2 separate regions of the Hordeum vulgare genome follow, and region 1 is linked to region 2. Evidence: chromatin contacts called from public Hi-C data. All regions are on one chromosome and are shown on one strand. The core of a region is the stretch at or near the end of the contact, and the rest is flanking DNA. Distances in the headings are between cores, read along the strand shown. Region 1 holds the start of LOC123449026 (small polypeptide DEVIL 11-like). Region 2 holds the start of LOC123449025 (laccase-10-like).

Region 1 (2,700 bases), core at 79-2,578, 330 kb before region 2:
GTTTTGCGTTTGTGTACATGTTTGCTGAGGGAGGGAGATGGCGAGGTAGGGGGGGCACCAAGCGCAATAATGGAGGGGCGTCAGTTGGCCACGCCGGAAATGGCAGTCCCAGAAGGGTGAGGACAAGGGAGAGGATGCCATCACCGTCACCATCCCCATTTACTGCCCCCTTCTTTCTTCCCTCCTAATCCCAAAGCAACGCTCTTCCTTTGCTCACCACCACTCTTCTCTTCTTCGTCTTCCTCCACCTCCACCACATCGTCCATTTGATTCCAATTATGTCCACTTGCGCCGCTCTCTATTTGGCATCCCTGCCGTGGCCAGGAGAAATGACAAGATCGAGGAGGAGGAGGAGGAGCACGGAATGCCAATGGTGTGGGTGACATCATTCACAATACTACTACTAGTATATGTTGTTTGCGTCTCATTTCTTTACCTGGTATATACATCATACGGTAGTCACAGCTTTGCAGCCTTGCACTGGCAGTACAATAGTAGAAGAAGATCCACTAGATTTCAGCTAGGCCTAGCAAGCCCTGTCTGAGATTTCTCCTAGCTAGCCAGCCTCTGCTTCTCCTCTGCAGCAGCAGCAAGCTGTGACAACGAACAACAAGATCCCCCATCTCCTTCGGAAGGTGATCCCAAAACTTGCCCCACATCTCTAAGCTTGCAGCACTAAGTACTCTGCTAATCACTAGCTAATCAAGCACTACTAGTAATTTCTCCAAGAACCGTCCCAGAGCTGTTCTGGGATGGAAAAAACGAAAGGAAAAACAAAGACTCCTAGTAAGAAGAGGCCGATCTGTACATACATCACCCGGTTAGCCGCCTACTCGACACCCTCCATCTCTTGCTTCTGTACTGCGGCTAATCCGGGGGAGAAACGGCGGGCGGGGGCGGGAGATCTTGAGCGCCGCCGCGGCGGGACGCCATGGCTAGGAGCAGTCCTTCCAGCAGACGAGCATGGTGACGCAACGGCGCATGATGTAGAAGCGCGCCCGCTGCTCCTTCACCAGGCCCGCGCACCGGCTCGAGAACGAAGGCGCCGCGCACCCGCTCGCAGAGGCGGCCGCCGCGGAGGCGCTCCCCCGCCGGCCGATCGCCTGGTCCCTTGTGCTGGCAGACCTCTTCAGGAACGGGTCGCCGCCGCCGCCGCCGCCCCCGCCGCCGGAGACGCGCCTGCAGCTGCCGTTGTTCCGGCTCTTCTTGGAGAACTTCCACTTCTCGTCAACGTAGAACTCCATGGATTTGCGCTTTCTTCAAGTGTATGCTTGGAGGGTGAAGTGGTGGAGGCTCGGAGAAGGGGAATGTGGGGAGTGCGAGGGCTGAGGAATCCTCGCTATTTATAACGGGTGAGGCTAGGGAGGATGGGCGTGAACTGGACTGGACCATCCAGTGGGATGGAATGGATGGATGGTTGGACTGGGTTTGGATTTCTAGTAATTGTGAGTCTCTTTGCGTAAGGCTGCTCATAATGGGGAGTAACTAGGAGTAGTAACATAATGTTGTTACTACTCTATGTTAGTACCTCCATAGTGGGGAGTAACATACATGTGGTGTCATGCAAACTAGCATTTATTAGGTTATAGACACATAATGCATTGAAATATATGATGTGATGGTAACTAGCTATGTTACTATTACCATCTCTCTCCGCATTAATTACTTGCCACGTCAGATTTTTTACCTACGTGGCGTTGATGTTACTACTTAGTTACTTCCCACTATGGCTAGTCTAAGCAATTATATGTTGGCACCTCTTGATTTTGCATGGCTGGAAATAAAATATTAATGTTATAATCTTCAGCCATGCTTGCTTTTAAGAGTTTGCCAATCATATCCGTTGTCAGAATTAGTAGTTAAGCATGAGCTAGCAGGCTAATTGCTGCCTAGCTAAGAGCACCTCTAACACATGCTCAAAAACTGCCGTGCTCCCCAAAACTATCGTTCGAGGCAATTTGGGCAAAAAAGAAGAACAACTTGAGAAAATGCCCTGGTTATAGTTTTTTTTTACAACAACATTTAAATTTTGCGACGAGTGCTGCAAATTTGTAGCACCTCTAACGACAGCCTTAAATAGAAAACTTTGTGGTGGGAACCTCGTTATCGATCGTCGCCACTCCACGTCGATTCCGACCAGTTCTTGCCGCGAGCGCGACTTCGTCGGCCACCGCCCCCATCCCAACCGCTCGCCCTTACGACCATGTCCACGGGCGAATCTTGGGCCACCATCACCCGATTCCCGGTGTTCCCCGCCACACCACCGACCGACTAGTCGCTACAACACTGCTACCAGCAACCGACATTGATTTGCGGTCGTCGCAATCCCCAGACGACCATCCGTGAGCTGCTCCTTATCGAGCTCTCGTCGTCGTCGGATTTGGTTGCATCCCCCGTCTCCTCTTCGGCCCATGCAGAAAGTGTGTGTAGCCCCTAAGTGTGGTTTTGATTATTATGACAATCTCTAAGTGTTAATGGTTTCATTGATATATACTTGAAGGATTATTACATAGCTGGTGCCTTAAGAATATTGTATGGGTTTGATGATGCATCCCATAAAGATAAAGATATGCTCTGAATTGGTATTGAATGACGATTTCTATGGAGCAAGAACTGCATTGTATCTTATATGATATATTTTTTCATAGTGATGCATGAAGTACATTGGTTGATCTAGGATGAATTCCATTAATAGTGTCA
Region 2 (2,700 bases), core at 100-2,599:
CTTCAGCTTGAACGTGTCTGCAAATGTTCATTCCATCAGCTAAAAATAAATCGACATGAAAACCGAAACCCTTTTTTTTTTTTTGAGTGTTGATGATGATGATGGGAGGAATTGGGCCTCTTGTTGTGGGTTACGTACCTTTGCTCGAGCAGTTGTAGAGTGGGCCTGGAAGGCCGTTGATGGTGTAGGCCTCGGAGACGTTTGGGCCTCCACCAGTCTGCAGCGCCTGTGCGATGATAGCCTCTGGATCCGCGTTAAACCATTCGCCGAAGACGACGGGGACGTCTCTGTAGGGTTTTGGGAACGGGAACGGCACGCCGAGCTTGGGGAGGATGACGATGGGGCCGTACAGCGTGGCGCGCATCCAGGAGACGTGGGCGTGCCAGAACAGCGTGCCCCTCTGCCCCGTCACGGTGAAGTTGTACACGTAGCTCTGCCCCGTCTGGATCGGGCACTGCGTGATGTACGCCGGCCCGTCCGACCACCCCGTCCGCAGCTGCCTCACCCCGTGCCTGCGCTCACATCACATCACCGCCAGTTATCCATACAAATACAGCACGGTACAGAGAGAGTAATTTTTTGCCGAAAGATAGAACCGACCGGTCTTCAGAAAACTGGCTTCAATTGTGATGAGCAATTGAGCATGGCTTTGTTTATGAAAATGTAGCTAGCAGTACGATTATCGCCCATGGAATTAAGTAAGAGCAAGGGGCCAAAGATTTACCAGTGGATGGTAACGTTGTGCTTCACATTGTTAACCACCTTGACGACGACACGGTCGCCTTCCCTTGTGAGGATTTTCGGGCCGGGGAACTTGCCGTTCACCGTCGGGATGGCGCGGGTGGTGCATAGCCGTGTCACCTTCTGCATTGTCACCTGCAAATTAATACACACATTAGGCGCTACCTGTCAGAACAAATACACGCAGCATGGTGTCCACTGGACAACTCATGCATGGCATGCATGCATTTTTTTTAAAACGGGGCATGCATGCATTTTGTTTTTAAACGGAGCTTGCATGCATGCATTTGAAAGGCGCAATATGTGCTATTGCTTCAGATCGATGTTGAAATGCAGTGACATATGCAAGTAAAACAAGGACAAAGAAAAGTGCACGAACACGATGCTCACATTGAAGGTGTAGTATCTCGTCGTGCCGGCGAGCAGCAGCTGTGGGAGCAACAGCAAGGTGCCGAGCAGCACCAGCAAGTGTGCCCCCATTGTCCCAACACTTTGATCGGTCTGCAACGCAGATGCTTGGCAGATGGGAGGAGCGGTGCGCGCTCGTATCATAACATGAGAGAGCAAGCTATATATATGGAGGACGGTTCGGTGCCGCTAGCTGGAACATCCTACACCTACTTACCCCTACATATGTCTAAATAATCTTCCAACTAGCACTAGCTAGGTGGGGGTGCAATTTATTAATTAGGTGAAGATACGATGTTTTGCTTTATTTCCGAGGTCATGAAAAATATGAGAAGTGTTAGGTGTTGATGATCAGCCAAACTTTTTCTGAAAGCGTGATCAACGAAGCTTGTTTGTGAGGAAGACGACACGAGAAAAAAAAGTTGCCTAGCTAGCGCCAGTGCTTTTTGCTGGTGATGTAGTACGAAGGGTTGGGTTGTGCTGGGTTTTAGAGTGCAGGCAAAGGAATTGGTCTTTTTGACAGGAGCACTGCTCACACAGACATTCTCGAATATCAGGAGCCAGAACTTAATCGTCGCACCTTTGAACTGTTGGTTGAATCGGAGTACGCCTCAAGAATCATGATGCAAAGTAGTAGGATGCGATTAGAATCTGCCGTTCCTGTCTATGGTGTGGTCTTCAGTTCCTCTGGAAGGTCGGCACAGCCTCGACAGCTAGCATTTGTTACAATCTCCTTATCATCTCGTCACTTCAGTAGCGACCTTATTAAGGACAATGTAGGGATGATTGGTTCGGTCGGCGGTTAACTCATTCAAGAGTTTCTTCACTGTGCATGGAGTGACTGACGAAACTGAGATTAGAACACTTCAACTTATAGGGTTCTGTTCTTCATGGGGTCATCGTGAGACCAATTCAAAGATTGCACAGCGGGATAAGGTGCATCTCGTTTACGATGGCCGCAAGCTAGATTTGAGTTCCTAAGTATTCCTCCATTGCACTTGCCCCAAAGACAGTTAAGATTCGTGTCTGAATGACCTGCACATCCTGTCTAGCATCAACCGCATTGGTTGGACGTCGGCTAACCGCATTAACTGGGTTACTTGCACCCGAGTTTATGTTGTTGGAACGTCAGACGAGAACAGGCGGCAGCGTACTACACCGGGCACACTGCACTTCACCCCCCTAGCTTCAGTAAAATTCACGTAAAAATAGATTTGATGCAATATAACCACAACTTCGAACACAGACGTGCTTACTCAACCGGACTTTCCAAAATATAAAAAAAGTATCATATCTTATCACCTTGTACATTTATCTTCCACACGGATGCGTAAAATCGACCAGGATCTTCCTGACAATGCCATCCTCCCTATAATTCCACGATTGCAGCGTGTGATAGTGTGTGGCTAAATTATAGCCATGAATATCTCTTGGAATTTGTACGCTCTTGTTCCTGTCTGAACATCCCTGGCCCGGGCATCTTTACCCTGTCTTCGTCATCAAGGAGAACACTTTGAGTAAAACTATGATCGCGCACAGTGCAGCCGGATG

Evidence for each region. A called contact is a pair of places that touch in the nucleus more often than the background predicts.
Region 1: a contact with region 2 is called in a Hi-C map of leaf, with 6 times the contacts expected there. The contact joins the promoter of LOC123449026 here to the promoter of LOC123449025 in region 2. A contact is called at or near these places in 4 of 6 Hi-C or Micro-C datasets (leaf and seedling) and 1 of 1 datasets of contacts at active chromatin or transcription factors (embryo).

The regions. Positions count from the first base shown.
Region 1 is chr4H:477,778,246-477,780,945 of MorexV3_pseudomolecules_assembly, reverse strand. It overlaps LOC123449026 (small polypeptide DEVIL 11-like), which reads right to left and starts at 1,328. Exons shown (of 1, transcript XM_045126089.1): 1 at 399-1,328. The coding sequence starts at 1,244. The coding sequence ends at 936.
Region 2 is chr4H:477,446,277-477,448,976 of MorexV3_pseudomolecules_assembly, reverse strand. LOC123449025 (laccase-10-like) reads right to left here and starts at 1,349. Exons shown (of 5, transcript XM_045126088.1): 1 at 1,132-1,349; 2 at 725-876; 3 at 139-512; 4 at 1-17. The coding sequence starts at 1,293.